2 separate regions of the Rattus norvegicus genome follow, and region 2 is linked to region 1. Evidence: chromatin contacts called from public HiChIP or PLAC-seq data. All regions are on one chromosome and are shown on one strand. Each heading gives the region's core, a stretch centred on a gene start, on an enhancer-like site or on the middle of the called end of the contact. The rest is flanking DNA. Distances are from core to core; before and after follow the strand shown.

Evidence for each region. HiChIP or PLAC-seq counts read pairs in DNA pulled down with a chosen protein or histone mark.
Region 2: a contact with region 1 is called in an H3K27ac HiChIP or PLAC-seq map of oligodendrocytes, with 17 times the contacts expected there. The contact joins two enhancer-like sites. A contact is called at or near these places in 2 of 12 Hi-C or Micro-C datasets (frontal cortex and prefrontal cortex) and 1 of 1 datasets of contacts at active chromatin or transcription factors (oligodendrocytes).

The regions. Positions count from the first base shown.
Region 1 is chr3:173,231,425-173,234,656 of GRCr8, forward strand. The region is part of intron 10 of Stk4 (serine/threonine kinase 4); the gene reads left to right. Among named protein-coding and RNA genes, the nearest start is that of Kcns1, 29 kb to the right of the region's middle. Within about 2 kb of position 1,762, at least 36 of the 93 cell types and tissues checked have an H3K27ac peak or open chromatin away from gene starts, as enhancers often do.
Region 2 is chr3:173,538,570-173,541,991 of GRCr8, forward strand. Matn4 (matrilin 4) reads right to left here. Exons shown (of 11, transcript NM_001106539.1): 10 at 1,792-1,899; 11 at 1,397-1,713. The coding sequence ends at 1,655. Among named protein-coding and RNA genes, the nearest start is that of Rbpjl, 13 kb to the right of the region's middle. Within about 2 kb of position 1,837, at least 46 of the 93 cell types and tissues checked have an H3K27ac peak or open chromatin away from gene starts, as enhancers often do.

The DNA of each region.
Region 1 (3,232 bases), core at 512-3,011:
CTGCCTATATTAAGCATTTAATAAAGGTTATTTTCTTTCTTGGTTTCTAATGTTGCTTTGGTTTTCTAAGGTATTACACAGCCTCCGCTCTAACTGTAGAAAGAATGTTTTATGCACGCTTCAGAAAGTTTAGAGATTGAAGAAAAACTTAAAAGATGTCCTTTGCTGTTTATCGCCCTCAAGCAACAATTATAGTTTTTTTTATTTTGATGTGCCTCCTTCCAGTTTTCAGTCTCACACAACTGAAATCTTTCTGCCTATAGTTTTAATTTTCTCATCTAACATGACCTATTTCAGTGTATAATTAAAAATGTGTGTGACCCATCTTTAATAAATGACTGTTTTTAGTTATGCGTGTGGGTGCGTGAACATGAGTGCAGGTGTCGGCAGGGGCCAGAGATGCTGAATCTCCCTGGAACTGGAGTTTCAGACACGGGGCAGACACCCTTGAGGGTGCTTGGAACCGAGTGCAGGTCCTCTGGAAGAACAGAACCGCTGAACCTCCGTCCAGTCCCCTAGTCATACCTTTTTAAAAATAATGTTTGAGATAAAGTTTAGCAGTATAGCCTATGCTGACCTCAAATTCACTATCCTCTTGTCTCAACTTCCCTTTTACTGTCATTATAGGTGGCTACCACTATACCTGTTTAAAATACTTGCTTATGGTCATATGATAGTCGTTACATTGTATAATTGACCTAATCAGTCAATTTATTTGACATTTAGTATTTTGAGCTCTTAGTTTGGATCATTCTAATGTATCAAACCAGGAATTTTCTTGGCTACAAGAGAGCTGCCTGGGGTCTGGGTGATTGTACATTATTTGTGGGACTCCTCCCTCAGTTCAGTGTGTGAAGTGGCTATAAACCACGGACTCTGTGCTCTCAGACTCTTCCCACCGGCTCTCTGGTCGTCCAGTGTTTGTTTGCATTTTCATCGTTTTCAGGGGAGGTTTCTTCTCCTCACACTGCTGGGTTAGAAGAAAGGTGAAGGAGACTGAGCTGTATTTAGGTCTCCGGCCTGCTGGTGCCCAGTGAGTGCCCAGGAGCTGGCCTGGCCTGGGTAAATGCTGCATGCCAGTGGGTCCTCACTGGGAGGCGGCCATGCTGACTCTTCTGAATGCTTCCTGACTGGGCACACTGTTTTGTTTCAACTTCTTTTGGGGTTTTGTTTTGTTTTGTTTTGTTTTTCTTTTTCTGTAAAGCCAATCTTAAAGTATGTTGAGGCTGAATTCATTTGTACTATGGACTATAATGAGGTCTTGTGCTCCTTACTTTCAGAAACGTGGCCAGAAATAGCCATCTGAAAGAGACATGTGTCAGGCTGTCCAGGGGACGCTGCTGTGCAGATAAACACTGTGTGAGAATCCGCATTGCCAGTGAATGGCGCCTTTGTCTCAGAACCCACAGCTCCTGCTTCTGCTGTGATTGCAATGTCGGGTCTGAGCTGGCTTGTGACAGTTACTGCGATGGCGCTGAAAACAGAACTTGAATGCTTGTGGTTTGTGACCCCAAGGGCCACTTGAAACACACAAAAGTAAAACAGAACATACACTAAACAGAAAACCCAAAACAACATTGCTCCAGCTCGAGGCTGTTTTCATTTGCTCTCTGGGGTTTGAGAGCCTGATCCTTTCATTCTCTGATGGCAAAGGATGGTTTCAGTCTCAAACACGGTCAGCTTTCTGAGTCCAGACTAGCTCAGAAACTGGTCCTGAGAACCGCAGACAAGTCTGCACAGTGGCCCTCCGAAGGCCACTCCCCTGTCTCCCTGTGGTGACCGAGGCTGGCAGCTCACACATCCTCTTGTATTCCAGTGCTGCTCAGAACTTAGCTGTTGCTGGTTCTGCTGAATGATGAAGGTAACGTCCCCGGGTAGAGACGCTGGGTGACGATTTCATTAGAAGTGCAGACCTCACACTCAGAAGCAGCTGACAGCTGGTGGACGTTACATTGGCTCTTGTTAGCTCTGCCCAGCTACGGTTCTAGCACTTTGGGAGACTGAAGAAGGAGGGCTGCTTAAAGTTGGAGGCTAGCCTGGGCTACCTAGTAAGACCTCGCCTTAAAAAAATTACCGTATAACTAGATCCTTAGCTCTTGCCCCCTCTTCAGCAGAGTCAGTACTGGTTCCTACTTGCAGTTTAGATGCCTTCTCTCGTGTGTTTCTTGGTCTTTAGGTCTGTAGGTCTGCTCTGGTCATTTTGCTTGACTTGCACCGTGGCAAGAGCCGGGGCACATGGTGGCTCTGGACTCCTCTCACGGTCAGTCATTACCAGATTGGTAGTACTGGGAGTTAGGGGTTAACATACATCCAGTGTACAGAGAGTATACCTTGCCCTGTGATGCCGTGACTGTCTCTGTCCACGCCGTCTGCAGACCATCAGCTTTGTCAGTGCTGTCAGACTTTCAGTCCTTAACCTTACTCCATTCCTGGTGACTCTGGGTTTTGTCCCTGTGAAATTTTGGTTTGTCTTAAGTCTTTAAGGCAGTGGCATCAGTTCTGGACTTTGAGCTCTGTGGCAGAACCCTCGCAGAGCCTGTGTGAGGCTCTTCACTCAGGCCTGGCAACTGCAGAAAAAGTATAGAAGACCAGAGTCGCTCTTTCCTTTTTAATACATACATGTAAGGCTGTAACATTTCCTTACATGTTACCTTACAACTGGCAATTTTTTTTTTTTTTTTTTTTTGTTCTTTTTTTCGGAGCTGGGGACCGAACCCAGGGCCTTGTGCTTCCTAGGCAAGCGCTCTACCACTGAGCTAAATCCCCAACCCCACAACTGGCAATTTTGATATGCAGGTGTTTGTTTTGTAAAGTCAGGTTTATTGAGATTTAATTTACATAATATAAAATTTGTTCCTGTTATATACGGTTTGATGAACTTTGACTGATGTGCACAGTTTTATAAGTAGCCATAATTAAGTCACTCTGAAGTTTCCCATGACCTGGCTTTTGTCTTTTCTAAGGTATATGTCTTTGGCCAACTCTTCTGAAATGCCCTACAAGCTTGTCTATAGCCCAGTCTTACGGAAGTGTCTTCTCAGTTGAAGCCGCTCCCCAAAGCAGACTCCAGCTTGGTCTGAGTGGACACAGAATGAGTGGGTACAGGCTTTGAATTCGGATTCGTAGCTCTCGTGGATTTAAGATCATGTTGGCAGTTTTCCGGCTTACATTTCTCTTTGGGGTTTGGCATCCCAGAATGTTTTCATGAGCCCACATGTATTTACCTATACTC
Region 2 (3,422 bases), core at 587-3,086, 310 kb after region 1:
ACTTCCGGCTTCGGGAACTGTAAGACAGGGGATTTATTTTGCCTTTAAGGCCCACATTTGTTATAGCAGCAATGGGAAAACGATAACATGTCAGTTCAGCCTCTGGCTAGACATGGGACTTTGGGAAACTCCATGGCTCCATTTCCTCTTGTCCAGAATGGGAACGATGAAGGCAATAATTACTTTTAGCATTTATCTTCACATTATTAGGACCATTACCATCATCGTGGCTGTTCCTTGGTTCACACACCAACTGCCCTCCACTCCCTCTCTCCTCCTGCCCTTCTGGAACGTGGCTTTAGAGAACACAAGGCTCCTGTCACTCATGTCCTTCCCCTCCCTAGTCCTCTCTCTATTGAGTCCAGGCCTCTCCCTTTCACCCGTTCTGACCACGCCCCGTCACTGACCCTTCTGGTGAAGTAGGAACAGGTGGTGGGGTGGAAGTCAAGAGAATGACCTAGGGAGTTGGTCCTCTCCTTTTACCATGTGGGTCCTGATGATCGAACTCAGATCGCAAAGCTTGCTGGGTAACTGTGCTTGGCAGCTGAGCCATCTTGCCACCTAAGATACTAATTATCTCACAAGGCTGCGTGGGTACAAACAGATACCATGGCGATATTATGAAATCACTTAAAACCATGTCCAAGACGTATTACTGTAAGAATAATTGCTAACTACCATAAACGAAGGACCTAAAACACATGCCGGTCACAATGTCAGGTACCTTAGCATAAATTCCTCTAGCCACAGCCCTGCTTCTCCCAGTTACACCTTGTCCCAGCTTTAACAATGGCAGAATAAACCCAGAAGAGTTTATCTGAGGCTCTTCGGAACTGAAAGTATTTTAAGCTTTAGTTTATCTAAAGCGTGTACCCGGGAAGTTTGTGTTCCTTGCTGGTAGAGGTGGGGTGTGTGCGTGGGTCAGCTTTGTTTCTCGAAGGAGTGGCAGAGGGAGAACTAGAGGCTCAGGGGTGCCACCAAGTGCCAGAGGCAGATGATACAAGCCAGGTGGAGCGCATCTCTCATCCCCCACTCTTTCTGTTCAGGGCCTCAACCGAGTCTCCCACCTCCCCAGGCAGGTCCCAAGCGGCCTTTGAGCCACATTTTTGGCTCCAGAAGACAGGAATAGCAAGAAAACGAAGTGTTAGAGGATGGGGGACTCAGACTTCCTCGGACCCAAAGGTTCTCGGGGCACCCCCTCCCTCCCCACGTCCTGCATAACGGGCCATCTGTTCTGGGCTGAATAAACAAGAGACGGGAAGCAGCGGCCCCCTGCCCCCAGCCCCAGTACTGCACAATGCGCCTTTCTCCAAGAGGACGCCGCCCGGGCGCCTGCGAGCACGCTCCGTCTGAACTCCCCTCCCTCTGGCAGCATAGCAATAGCCACAAACCGACCCCGTGAAGACCAACGTGGGTTTTTTGTTTTTTTTTTTTAAGAAAAGAAAAACAAAAAAGAAATCCAACAAAGCTCGCGGCGAGTGTAGCAGTCCTTCCCCACCAGCACCTCCCCATCCCCTTGTCCCTCTCCCCTAAATCTGGCTCCTGGTCCAGGTGAGCCCAGCTCGAAGGCAGCGCTTGGGGCCCGCCAGCGCCCCCTCCCGGACGGTCCAGGCTCGGGCTCTGCCTCGCTGGCTGCTCGGACAGCATGCGACCCTCACTTCCGGCTAGCCAGCTGATTCTCCAGCTCCTCCAGGCGCTCTGTCAGCCGGGCCAGTGAGCGGTTAAGGAAAATTTGGTCTCAGAGATCCCTTCACCTGCCCGGCAACCAGCGCCTCCAGCCCCAAAGGATATGGTTCTGCGTCAGGCTCTCGAGCGCCCCCAGCGTGCGTCCCTGGAACTCCACGAGGCTTTCGCATTCGCAGGGACTCCGAAGCTCTGTCCCCGCGCTGATGCCCTCCTCTGCAAGCAGAGAAAGCCAAGAGTCAAGAGAATGAGAAGCCAACGGAAGCCCACCCGGATGTGGCTTTGACCTTCTGATACACCTCTACCGAGTCGATGGTTGAGTATGTACATACAGGCTTTGGATTTAGCCCTGTCCTGAATCCCAGCCAAGCAGCACAGAAGTTCTGGGAGAAACTCAGCCCCTCTAAGTCTTGATTCTCCCCGCATCCATAGAATGGATATAATGAAAGAGGCTACCCACTGATGGTTGTGGGGGTTAGACGATTTATGTATGTGTATCCACTTGCAAGAGAAATTCTCAAACCCTGATGCCTGCTGGGATAACCACGGAGCTTGCTAGAATCCAGATTGCAATTCAGACTGAGAATCTGTATTTTCAATAAGCTCCTAAAAACACATTAATACTGAAGTCCACGGGTTTCGCTTTGATTAGAAAAAGTCCAGATGGAGGAGCTCTCTCCAAATGAGACACGACAAACAATAGACCTGTTCTGTATCTGTCCTGCCTCATTCAATACCCACGAGCCACCTGGAGCTATTTAACACTTGAAATGTGGCTGGTGCACCCGAAGAACTCAGTGTTTATTTTGTGTTATCGTGACCAATTGTAATTCATTATACACATGTGGTGACTGAACACCATATTGGCACAGTATCTAGAGTAATGCCAGGCACGAATCAACCCTGTATTCTGTATTTCAAGTAAACCAGTTTACCTCAAGCTGTGGTCTGTGGGTAAGCAGTATTAGCATAACCTAGGAATTCGTCATAACAGCAAATTACCAAACCCCATCCCAGACCCTACTGAATCAGGATGCCGCCCAACAATCTGTGATTGCATTGATTCTGGTGAAATTAATGTTTAAATTACAGACCCAAGTCAGTGGTGCAAACCTTTGGTCCCAGTGCTCAAAAGGCAGGTGGATCTCTGTGAGTTTGAAGCCAGTCTGGTTTACAGAGTGAGTTCCAGGACAGTCAAAGCTACACAGACACACACACACACACACACACACACACACACACACACACACACACTGTCTCAAAAGCAAAAAACAAAAAATTATGGATCTGAGTTTATCTCCACATGTACTTCAACATCTAAGAGCAGAATTCAGATAAACTTGATTGCCTACAATTCCTTAAAAGTACAGAAAATAATGGTGATTATTACAGAGATAGCATCACTGTTAGCCCACACCATTTTCTATTTTTATTTTTTTATTATATGCGTGAGAGCAGACCACAGCACTCATCAGAGAACAACTTTTGGGAGTCAGCTCTCTCCTCCCACCTTTTTGAGTCAGGGTCTCTCTTTGGCTTTGCCTCTCTATGTGTCCAGGCTAGCTAGGCCTGCCTGGTCCCCTACAAGGTCCAACTGCTCCCCACAGGCACGTCTGGATCCTTCTCCCTGCAGCTGAAGACCAAATGCATTACAGTAATGGCATTTATGGTCTATGTCCCCCTGAAAGTGCAAGCCACTGTAAAAATAGAATAAAATAAATAAACAACCCTGTCCTGTC